2 separate regions of the Phocoena phocoena genome follow, and region 2 is linked to region 1. The links are chromatin contacts, called in public Hi-C maps. All regions are on one chromosome and are shown on one strand. The core of a region is the stretch at or near the end of the contact, and the rest is flanking DNA. Distances in the headings are between cores, read along the strand shown. Region 1 holds the start of NXN (nucleoredoxin). Region 2 holds the start of GLOD4 (glyoxalase domain containing 4).

Region 1 (6,258 bases), core at 1,956-4,455:
AAAAATATTTATTTATTTATTTGTTTGTGCCAGCTCTTAGTTGCGGCAGGCAGGCTCCTTAGTTGTGGCTTTCAGGGTCCTTAGTTGCGGCTCACCTGGCTCCTTAGTTGTGACATACGGGCTCCTTAGTTGTGGCATGCGAACTCTTAGTTATGGCATGCAGGCAGGATCTAGTTCCCTGACCAGGGATCGAACCCATGCCCCCTGCATTGGGAACATGGAGTCTTAACCACTGTGCCACCAGGGAAGTCCCGAGTATCCAGATATTTGGTTAAACATTATTCTGGGTGTGTCTGTGAGGGTGTTTCTGGATGAGATTAACATGTAAAGCAGTAGACAGAGTAAAGCAGGTTGCCTTCCCAATGTGGGTGGGCCTCATCCAATCAGTTGAAGGCCTGGATAGAATAAAAAGTAAGGGAGAATTCACTCTCTCTGCCTGTCTTAGAGCTGGGACATAGGTCTTCCCCTGCCTTTGGACTCAATACAGACTAGAACTTACACCATCAGCTCCCCTGATTTTCCAGTCTTTGGACTCAGACTGGAACTAACTATACCATCAGTTATCTGAGTCTCTAGCTTGCTGACTGCAGACCTTGGGACTTCTCAGTCTCCATAATCATGTGAACCAATTCCTTATAGCAAATCTCTCTCTATATTGGTTCTCTTTCTCTGGAGAGCACAGACACAGAGCTCTGTGCTGATACAGTGTACATCTCCTTAATTCCTTTCAATGACTAGATTGTATCCCAAATGATGAATGTGCCATCCTTTAATCCTCCTCATTGATACATAGTTAGGCTCTTTCCAGTCTTTTTCTGATTTCACCAGTGTATCAATAACTATCTGTACACATACATCTTTGTGCACTTATGCTACTATAACTGAAGACCAAGGAATGTGATTTATGAATCTTAAAGGTGACAAATATGTATTTGTTCTGTGCATGTTTTGTATGACATCATGTGCCTTAGAATGCAGTTTCCCCAAAGAAAAACTGTAATATGTAAGTGCTGTAAATGTCAGGTATGTTGTGGCTCCCTAACACATATTTTAAAACAATAATAATTTGCAGAATAGCAGGTCAATTCATGTAACCTAACTAGCTAAATACCACTTGGGACATTTTCTTTAAGTGGGCCTCTTGAACCGTGTACTCAGAGAGAGTGCTTTCCATAAGCCAAAGGATGTTGGCTATTCTTTACAGGAAGCCCAGTGAGTCTCCTCAGGCTTCTTCTTGTAACAAACACCCACTAGAACTATGATTTTGGAATCATTTCCATTGCAAATCCCCTCTTTCCACACCCCTTTAAAAGGCAGCTGCAGTATTTGGCATCTAACCAAGGCCTGCTGCACCAACAACTCTCTAAATTTTATCTGTATTTCATGTGCAGTATGTTCAAACTCTCACTTTCCCAGGTGCCAGATGCTGGTTTGGACACACTCCAGTAGAAAGTGCTTTCCTGTCAAATAATAAAAGGAAAATGCTGAACATACCACCTCTTTATACAGACTTGCGTATAGTATACCAAAGTTAAGTACTTTAATAATGACTTCACTATTTCCCCAATTTGCAATCCCCCCTAATTCCCTCCTCACCTCCCTCCACACCAAATACTTTGTCCCTCGTCTTCCATAGGATGTTTATGGTCCCCTTCCATATCTTCAGTGTTCACTTGAAAACGTCAGGGTGTAGGAATCTATCTGTCTCACATGCTTTGGATGGGGCCTGATGTAACCCACCCACGGGTGTTTCAAATATGATTTGGATGAGAAAATAAAACACTTTAACCCACTTTCAGTATTTTAAAAGATATCTAACAACTTAATGTCTGCTATGTTAATAGCTTTTACATGTTTTCACTAAAAAGCGATGCTTTCCATGTGTTGGATAATAATACTGTCCCTGCAGTCGCACAGAATTTTGGCATGACACTAAAAATGAGCTTGGAATTCGCCTTTATCATAGGTCTCTTGCCTGCCTAAAGGCAATCCTCAGTCCAAAGATCCTATTTGTGAAATGAGCAGCAGTGTTAGGTGGATGCTGAGAAAGTAGATATCGTTTCAAGAGATTGCCAGTCCACTCGTGGCGCCCGCCTCCACCTCTCCACTTCTTTCACCGCTTTATGTCGTAACATTTCACTGAACCAAAAACTAGTACAATTCCATGTTCTATCCCAGAAAATTGGGAACCTTAAGCGTGAAGATTTGTGTTTGTGCCCAAAGCTTGCAGTTATATTCTGAGGTTTAAATGAACTCTTGTAAAGCAGGCTATGATTTGTGTGTGTGTGTTTGCATGTGTGGAAAGCCGCTATAGACATTCTGCTTGGCTGCCAGTATCTCGTTTTCTTTTTCAACCTTTCCACTAGATGGCGGTAGATGTCCAAGAAATAACTTGCAAAAGCCTGGTGGAGGGCTGTGAGAGGGGCGTCCCATCCTTTCACTGGGCTGTTGGTAGCTGAGCGGACACACTGTTGTTCCTCTGTTGCGGGTGGGCATGGTGTACATTTTACTTTTTCGACTGTGTGTGTGTCAGGGTGGGGAGGCCGGAAGACTTGCCACCGACCACCTGTTTAATCCAGATTCTTTTTAACCATAGGGTAGCGTCTTGCCAGCTGGGGGAAAAAATCCCTAGAATTTTTCTCAACTATCAACAGACTTAATAGAAGCCACGGAACCGGTTCAGGAAAGCAGCCAGCTTCGATTTAGAGATGCCGTGGTATCTGGTCCCTATATTTGTGGAGATGGAAGAGAGCCAATCGCTGGTGAGGAAATGGCCGCGGCGACCTGGGGACTGAAATCCCACAGTGAGACCTGCGATCAACCCACAAGTACTTATGGATTCCCTCACATGTGCCTAGCACTAGATCACAAGCTACACAAGAAATAAAAGAGGTGGCGTCCTCCAGTCCTCTTATAGTAGAGAACACGAAACATACAGAGAAGTAAGTGCCAAGCAAGACCTAGCGTGATGAAGGTAACATTGTGTGAAGATGGGAAGTCCTCCGCCAGGGTTGTCTCCCGAGCACTTCGGCCACGCGGCGGGAGCCCGCGCCCCCTACGCCCTCTGCAGCAGCCAGTGCCTAGGCGGCTAGCACTGCTACAAAGGGGGCGTGGCGTGGGCGGGCCCCACGGGCGGGGCTTTCTTTTCCCCATTGCCCGCCGCCGCCGCCACCGCTGCTGCTGTCGCCTCTACCCGCCGCGCGGACCGAGGGAGCGCGGTCGCCGCCGCCTGCCTGCCCGGGTGCCCGCGTGCCCGGGCAGCGGTGGGCCAGGATGTCGGGTTTCCTGGAGGAGCTGCTGGGAGAGAAGCTGGTGACGGGCGGCGGCGAGGAGGTGGACGTGCACTCGTTGGCTGCCCGCGGCATCTCGCTGCTCGGGCTCTACTTCGGCTGTAGCCTGAGCGCCCCCTGCGCGCAGCTCAGCGCCAGCCTGGCCGCCTTCTACGGCCGCCTGCGGGGGGACGCGGCGGCCGGGCCAGGGGCTGGGGCCGGCCCGGGGCCGGGGGCCGGGGCGGCGGCGGAACCCGAGTCGCGGCGCCGCCTGGAGATTGTCTTCGTGTCCTCGGACCAGGACCAGCGGCAGTGGCAGGACTTCGTGCGGGACATGCCGTGGTTGGCGCTGCCCTACAAGGAGAAGCACAGGAAGGTGAGCTGCGCCGGCCTCGTCGGCGGCTCCGGCCTCGTCGGCGTCCCCGGCCTGGGTGCGCAGCCCGCGAGTTCCCGGGAACCGGGTCCTCGCCGCCACCCCCCACCCCCGGCGTCCCCTCCGCCCCCTCCGCCCCCTCCTCCGTCGTGCACGAGCTTCCCCTCCTGCACCTCAGCGTCGCCTGCCTTTGCCCGCCTCCCCGTCCTGGAACCTCGCCGGCTAGCGGCTCCCGCGGCAACTCCTCTGTGCCGATGCCAGGCCGCGCCCGCTGGGGAAGTTTGAAACCCCTGGGATCCCGACTCGCGTCCTGGGGAGTCGAGAGCCCGGTTCCCCCATGGTGGGAAGCCTCGAGTAGGGGGTGGCTGTCCTCGGGGGTCGCGACTCGGTGACCCCCACCCCCAGGCAGAGGCGCAGGGAGGGGCCGCTTCCTTTCCCTCAGCGCTAGACTCCCCGCGGATACCTGTGGTGGTGGGGGAGGGCGCTAGCCCCCTACCCATAATGCCTGAACCAGGAAGTTTCCTCTCTTTCCGAGAGAAATGGGCTTTCCTGGGGCTCTCTCCGGCTGTGGCCGGGGACCCGGAGGCCGAGGCTAGGCCGCCAGGCGCCCTTGAAGGCGGGGGGGGGGGGTGTCGGCCGCTGACCGTGGCTTCGGGCGAGAAGGAGCTCGCTCGTCTGCCTTCGCCTTCCCTCCACCCCCCACCCCTACCCCGGGCTGAACTAGTGGCCCCCGGGGAGCCTTTCATTGTCTGGCTGTCCAGCCATCCTCACCAGATGCCTCTCGGGCACCGGACCAGACCCGTCCGTGCAGCTCTTAGTTGCTTGGTTGGTGGGCCAGTGTTGCCTTGACATCGAATTAAATGCTGAACCGATCCCATAGGTGCGGATTGACCGGAAGAACGAGGATTGGGGGAAATTTATACCTTGCTGTCAACTTCTCATCTCCCGCCGCCCCCCCGCCCCCCCCCCCCCCCCGGTTTGCTGCTGAAATTAGCTTTGATTTTTGAGTGTGTCTGTTGGATGAAGATGTCTGTTTTAATAAAACGAATTCAGGAAATTTTGCCATGAATCGAAACAGAAAAAGTTTTGGAGCACTTTTGCTTAATTAGTATGCCTGATGCAACGTGTGAATCCAGCCCCTTCCTTTCCGGAGGAAACTCTCATTTTATGGAGTGGACAGGAGAAGGGCTCTTCTGGGGGCGTTTAGAGCTGCCATGTGCTGCTTTAATGTGTACAGAATCTTGTTGAGAAGCATGATTTAAACTTAGTCGAGTAAAAGGCTTAGACTGTGACCCCATATGTCTCGAGTAAATCATCCATGGAAGCAGTGTAAGGTACAGACTTCGTATTTAAAGTATGAAATACAGTTTAACAAATACAGTTTGTAAATTTAACATTGGAGAAACATGGGCTCACTAACCACACAGAGGCAAAGCTTGGCGTTTTAAACACTTTTAAGGTGATCTTGTCATTAAACCATATTTAATTTATATGGTGCCTGAATATGAATAGCCAGTCCTTTTTTGCTTTAAAACATGGGAATCCTTTGTTTTCCTTGGTGGTGGTTTTTATGATCGTTTTGGGGAGGAGTAATGTCCAGAAAGTGATTTATCAAGAAATATTTTCATTGTTATGTCCATTTTCTGTTGTAGACCAAAGTCCATGTAAAATAATGTCCTTATTGGGCAATACAAATGAATTCTAGCTTTTGCAAATACACAGTGATGGTAAAATGTTACAGACCTAAGGCCTATTGTTGTGTTTTCCTCCACAACAAGTGGGGGAAATAAATTTGCTGGATAGTAAAAAATATGGGACAAATTGAGATGTTTTGCAAATGCTTAAAGCTTTTTTTCCAAAAAGGAGAATATCTGATATGACATAGGCCATGCCTAGTTCAGTGTGCTCTGGCCAGTCCTTTTACATGAAAAAAACGTGGTCTGTGGCTCCAGCCTGGACTTGCTAATTCCACCAGGATGAGAGTCTGGATGACACAGGGCAGAACCTCATGTGAAAATACAGTTCAGATTGCTGGCCTGTGTCCAAACCATGGTGCGTTAGCATATTAAAAATTTATTTTTGCTCAGAGCTCTTCTGACTCACATTCTATAGTTCACTTTGTTGTCTAAAACAAGTCCAGGGCTTCCCTGGTGGCGCAGTGGTTAAGAATCCGCCTGCCAATTCAGGGAACCCGGGTTCGAGTCCTGGTGGGGGAAGATCCCACATGCTGAGGAGCCCATGCGCCACAACTACTGAGCCTGCGGTCTAGAGCCCTAGAGCCACAACTACTGAAGCCCGCGTGCCTAGAGTCCGTGCTCTGCAAGAAAAGCCACCGCAGTGAGAAGCCCGCATACCTCAAAGAAGAGTAGCCCCCACTCGCCACAACTAGAGAAAGCCCAGCCACACACAGCAAGGAAGACCCAATGCAGCCAAAAATAAATAAAGTAAATAAGTTTATTAAAAAAATAAAACAAGTCCAATTTTCAAGGAGGTAGTTTCTGCTCCTTGATGTTCATGAATAGGCAACTCAAGATTTGATCCTAGAAATATTCTTATTTGTGGTGATATACCAGGTAAAAGGACTCCAGCTGTGTTTCTTATGGAAAATACACTCTT
Region 2 (6,258 bases), core at 1,333-3,832, 150 kb after region 1:
ACCAGGGGACAAATCCAAGATTCAGATACATACATGTCTGCCCACAGAGCCAGCTCACTTACAAACAGCCACCTAATCCACCCAGTAGCAGGTGCTCTTACCTTTGGTGAGCAACACTTTGCTGCAGCCTGCGCCCGCAGCAGATCGCAGAATTGTCCCCAGGTTCCCAGGGTCGCGGAGATTGTCACAAATCAACAATATGGGCAGTGTGTGGAGAAGCTGAGACTCTGGGTATGTCATCTTGACGTGGTCAGGTTTGGCAAAAATCCCTAAAGAAACAAAAAAGGTGGTTCATTTGTCTGGCATGGGGAGTAATCTGACTTTTCATTTATTTATCATTCTTTGTGTATTCTTAATTATGTACTAGATGAACACATTCTGATCGAGAAATTCAGTGCCCTCCTCTCCCTCATAACTGTTTTCAACTTTGGAGTGTATCCTTTCAGAACCTGTTCCATGCATCTCCCTACATGTATGTCCATCTACCCATATATAAGTGCTTTTTCTTTTACCAAAAAAAAAAAAATCACACTCTATGAAATTATTCTGTAACCTAGTTATTTTTTTTTTTGTTTTTGGGCCTCACTGCCTGGCTTGTGGGATCTTAGTTCCCCGACCAGAGATCAAACCCGGGTCCTTACCAAGGACAACTATAGCTAATAAGAGCACAGTTACTTAGACTGAGTGGAGGACTTTAGTAGTCCAAGTCCCCACCCTATGGGAGAGTTCTGGGCACGGGGGCAAAGATTCCTAGGATTTGCTGGGTTACAGAAACAAGAGACTGTCCCCAGAATTTCCCCTCCCAACTAACAGCTATACAGTGAGCCCACTACAGGGAATATGCATGTACAACTGGTGTGAGAGGCCCTGGCCTCAACATTAGAATCTTGAAGAAAACGCCTTCCCTGCCCCAACGATCCCTTACTATCCAAGAGAAATCTCTATACTCACACATTTGATTCTCGTATCTTGAATGGCAAAAAAAGTATAAAGAGTTTAGTCTTTCCACATTTAGAAAAAAGACTTTCTAAGTGCTAACAGACAGTCTATTAGAATCTTGAGTTGGATTCAATCAAATGAAGACAAGGTTTCCTGTTCAACAGGCTAAACCGGGCGATAAATTGCAGCTTACTGCTCAGACCTGCTTCTAGAATAAGGGGGTCAACAATATATAGGTATTACCACACTGGCAAAGGTTTTGTGAAAATAGAGGGTAAATCTTTTGGTAAACATTTTAATTTTTTTGTTTTTGGCCGTGCCTCGTGGCTTTCGGGATCTTAATTCCCCGGAACCTGGGCCCACAGCAGTGAAAGCACCGAGTCCTAACCATTGGACCACCAGGGAATTCCCAACATTTTCTTAATTTTTAATTGAACACTTAAGGTTGAAGAAGTGACCCCCCCAAAAAAATAAGGTCTGAGGAAGACTGATTATCCCCTAGAGACTATAAAAAAACCACAATACAAATGACAAAAAAATGGCTTGAGTCTCCACTGAAGATACAAGATGCACAGATTTGAGAACTGTATTTTTCTGGGCGTCTTAAGAAAAGGTTAGGCACCGTAATATTTTGAATTTGGTTTAAATAAAATTTGTTGCCCTGAGACAAATATGAACAAATAATCCCAAGTCTCTACTTCTAGAGACACACTGGATAACCACTGACCCATTATTCCTTGTGGTGTTACTAGGTCGGACCAATCCTTGACATCCTCAAATTTCACCTTAATGAGGCTAACACCTTTCAGCTTCTCAATGGGCAGCTCCTTTATGTATTCCAGACGGCTAAAGAAGAAAACTTTGGGCACAGCACCAGCCTTGAGAGCATCTGCAATCAGCCTACGACCTTCCAACAGGATCTTCCCTTGCTTTTCCCGAAACTGCCTGGACTTAACTACTGTCATCACACTGCTGTGGGTGGAAACAAAAAGACGGGTAATTACCAACATCCTCGTTACGGAGACACATCTAGTTCTAACAGACATGAAGAGCTTCGCAGGGAAAGAAACGAACTGTTAGACACTTATCTGCCCTCCATGCGTAATAAAAACCAGTGAGTTGTGCTTCAAGAAGTCCTCCAACGGGAGGAAAGAGGTCAAGGTCTCGTTGTGAGGGGAAAGAGAAACGAGAAAACTCGACAAGCCTCAGGAACACATCACCTCAGCCTTTTGTCTCCAGGGAAAGCCTTATCATAGCGAAGCCCCGACTCTTCCCAGGTGCTGGGGGTCTGGGATGGGGGCACCTGACGCGACTGCTTCAGTCGCTGCTCGCGGGGACTGGCCTCTGCCGCCGCCTTCCGAGGCTCCTTCCCGGGACCGGGCTTTCGTTCCACGACCTGACCTGATGGAAACACCACTTTCACGGGGCTGCGCCGCAGCGCCCGGACCCAGCGCCGCGCATCGAGTTCCCAAGTCCGCACCACCGGCAACAACTGTCGCGTGGCCCAACAGGCGCGCTCCAGCAGCACCGCCATCTTCCCCTGCGCTGTGAGCTGCGTCACGAAGGCGCGCCGGCGGCGATCAGTGACGTCACTACCGCGCCGGCGTCCTCTGTGGGCGGTGCGGCGCTGTACGAGTAACGGCTGGTCATGGCGACTCGTCGGTCTCTGCACTTCGTGTTCAAAGTGGGAAACCGCTTCCAGACGGCGTGTTTCTATCGTGATGTTCTGGGAATGAAGGTGGAGACGGGGCGGAGAGGGGTTGGCGCGCGAGGGGGTAGCGGGAGGCTGAGCCCCACATGGCCGAGGGAGGGGAGAAAAGGGTGTGATGTGGATTTCAGCGGGAACCCGGGTGTCCGACCTTAGCCCCTAGACTTCCCATTAGCTCTGTGGTTTTCAACTTCAGGAAGAGTCGTGAGTCGCGGCTTGGGCTAGATGGACTTTGAAAGGGGGTCACACTTACTAGTGGCCGATTGTGTGCCCACACATGTCCTTTCAGTTAAGTTTATTCACGAATGTTTATTCCTGCCCTTGCGAAGCTTCTAGTCTAGTGGGAAAGGTAGTAAATAAAAAGTTATATATAATACTCCTCCGGTGAACAATGACTCTCTTCTGGTTTGGAGCCTTTCGGTTTAGATATCAGCATTAGTCAGAGTTCTGCTTCTCTTGTTGCTGGTTTGAATGGTCTCTTGGATATTGAGTCTCTGGGTGAGTGCTCCAATTCTTCTCTCCATAGTCCAGATCTAAGTGTGAAGTGAGAACCCATCCTTGTCTCCCAACACCTGGAAGTCGCCTCTCTCCAGCTCTGAGCAGCTGTGATTCTGCAGAGATCACCTGGGTGGCAAGAGCTGGTGGAAGCTATTGGGGAGCTTCCTGATAACCAGGGACTTTAGATGTTGTCAACTGAAACAAAAATGCACAACCTAAAATTTTCGAGTTAAGTTCTTTTTGGGAACCTTACTGAGGACTATAGCCTGGAAGACAGCCTCTCAGATAGCTCTGAGGAACTGCCCCGAAGAGGCAAGGGCGGAGCTAGAATATATATGAGTTTTTTTCTGGGGGGGGAATAAAACCCAAAACCACGTAGTTGAACATCAAAAGATTACTGCTAATCACAAAAACAGACATCTCAAGTTAATGCTTCTTTCTTTTTTTTTAACTTGGGATTTTAAAAAATAAATTTATTTATTTATTTTTGGCTGCATTGGGTCTTCGTTGCTAAGCACGGGCTTTCTCTAGTTGCGGCGAGTGGGGGCTGCTCTTCACTGCGGTGCGCGGGCTTCTCATTGCGGTGGCTTGTCTTGTTGCGGAGCATGGGCTCTAGGCGCGTGGGCTTCAGTAGTTGTGGCTTGGGGGTTCTAGGGTGCAGGCTCAGTAGTTGTGGCGCATGGGTAAATTGCTTCACGGCACGTGGGATCTTCCCGGTCCAGGAAGTGGTCCCCTGCATCGGCAGGCGGATTCTTAACGACTGCACCACCAGGGTAGTCCCAGAAGATGGGTTCTGGATTCATTGAAATTATTCCTTAGATATGCATCTTAAATATCTAGGGCCAGCATCCAAAGCATGGAATGCTTCTTGTTTTTCTCCATCCTGAATTCCCTTCAAGGTGCACTGTTGGTGGGCCACTGCAGTAGCTGATGCCCTGGTCCTTGTAGAAATGGAGTTGCAGGCGACATTCTTTGTTTACAGTGTGCAAGAGTGTGATTTAATGTAGAGACACCGCAGGAGACATGGAGTGCAAAGGGAGTTACCTGAATTCATCAGTCATTTAAAAAACATCACCCGCTTCATGGTTCTGTGTTGGGCTTTGGTGACAAAGATGAAAATAACCCTGGTATCTGTCCTCAATTAAAGCTCCTGGCTTGGAATGGGGGTGGGAATTGTACATTGCTGATGGTAACGGTACTTGAAATTTGATGATAGAAAACCACAGAGCTCTCTCTTAATGTGTTTCCTCATTGATAAAAGGGTGGTTGTAAAGATTAAACACATTATTATATGTGTAGTATTTGACACATGGTATGTATTATGTAAGTGTTAGCTACCATTATTATAAAAGTACAACAGTAGGAGAGCTTTAACTCTAACCTGGTCCACAGGAAATAATTCATGGAGACCTTGTACTTGAGGTGAGCTCTAAAGATAGGTGGGATATCCATAGACGTAGATTAGAGGGAGGAGTATACTAGAAAAACTGAACAGCCAATGCAAAGTTAAGATATGTTTGGGAAGCACCACTAGTTTTATGTGCCTTTAGTTTTTTGGGGTTTTTTGTTGCTGTTGTTGGCTGCTCCACACGGCTTATGGGATCTTAGTTCCCTGACCAGAGATCGAACCCCAGCCCTCGCAGTGAGAGCGCGGGGTCCTAACCACTGGACTGCCAGGGAAGTCCCTGATAGTATCTTGAATGATATGCTAAGGAATTTGGATTTGATGTCATAAAAAGTGGGGAGCTCTCTTACATCTTAGAGCAGGGCAGTGGTGTGATCAGAGCTGTGCTTTAGGGACTTAATTTTATGGTGGTATTAAGGAAAGAGATCAATAAGATGATTTCTGATAAATAGTCTGTGAGAGATGTGATGGGAGCTTGAACTGGAGCAGTAGCTGTGGGACTCAAAAAGGAAAACAGAAACTGACACATTGAGAGCCTACTGTGTAGTAGGTTCTGTGTCAAATGCTTTAATAAATTATCTATTTTCACAACATATTAGGAGACTCAGATCCTAATAATGTTGTTCTCAGAGTTACACAGCTACTAAGTGAAGGCCACACTTTTTTCACTACACAGTACTGCTTCCCCATCTAAATATAATAGATTTTACAACTTTGTTTGGTTGCCTGACCCTTGGTATCAAGCCGATCTTTCTTACCTCTACTACTTCCAACCTGGGAAAGATATACAGCTCGTTATCTTTTGTCTGTTTTACACAGAAAGCTTACAAATAATAATGTCTGTGTTTTCACATTTTAGTTTGTGCTAAATATGCTGTGTGTACTACTAGGACAACTTTGCCATTAATTCTCATTCCCTTACCAGATTCTTCGGCATGAGGAATTTGAGGAAGGCTGCAGAGCTGCCTGTAATGGGTATGACCCCTTGTTTCTTAACATCTTCTTTAGTCTCTGAATACCCCTGAAGAACAGAAAGCAGTTTCTCAAAGCGAGTAGAAGGCAGTAGAATAAATTAAGGAGGCAATAAATTAGGGAGGCAGCTTCAGGGTCACAAATGAGTATATGCTGTGGATGAAGCAGTGTCTTATGGAGTATCTCTTAAGCTTAGTAACCATGGCAAGCTGAGAAATTCCAAGGCCTGATGGGAATTGCTTGCTTGACAGGTAGGCAAAAAATGAATTAAGGTCAGGTGGGACGGCTGTCCCTATAGGATTCAGCTCCCTACTTTAAAGAAAAGGTAAACGAATCTTTCCCTCAAGTAAGTGCCAGACAAATGGTCTTTTGAGCCTTTGGTGATGGGGCCCATGAGTGCTGTGCACTGCCGCTCTTAGCACTGGCTGAGGTCATCTCATCCTTATGGGTACTTGGAGGACCAGAAGGGACTGCTCACCTCTTTGTCCCAATAGTTATTTGGGGGCAGCCTGATGCAGATTTTGTCTGTGGCCACTGGGTTCATTTTTTTTTTTCATTTTTCTAGGCCTTATGATGGAAAATGGAGTAAAACAATGGTGGGATTTGGACCTGAGGATGATCATTTTGTTGCAGAACTGACTTACAATTACGGCATTGGCAACTACAAGCTTGGCAATGACTTCATGGTAAATATCATTTTGTTCTAGCAGATTTTTGGCTGTACCTTTTAGAGAGG

What was found. A called contact is a pair of places that touch in the nucleus more often than the background predicts.
Region 2: a Hi-C map of lung shows a contact between it and region 1, with 9 times the contacts expected there. The contact joins the promoter of GLOD4 here to the promoter of NXN in region 1. A contact is called at or near these places in 2 of 2 Hi-C or Micro-C datasets (kidney and lung).

The regions. Positions count from the first base shown.
Region 1 is chr19:45,926,429-45,932,686 of mPhoPho1.1, forward strand. It overlaps NXN (nucleoredoxin), which reads left to right and starts at 3,206. Exons shown (of 8, transcript XM_065897122.1): 1 at 3,206-3,645. The coding sequence starts at 3,274.
Region 2 is chr19:46,078,571-46,084,828 of mPhoPho1.1, forward strand. GLOD4 (glyoxalase domain containing 4) reads left to right here and starts at 2,583. Exons shown (of 9, transcript XM_065896384.1): 1 at 2,583-2,677; 2 at 5,476-5,525; 3 at 6,088-6,208. The coding sequence starts at 2,588. MRM3 (mitochondrial rRNA methyltransferase 3) reads right to left here and starts at 1,904. Exons shown (of 3, transcript XM_065896382.1): 1 at 1,667-1,904; 2 at 102-269. The coding sequence starts at 1,904.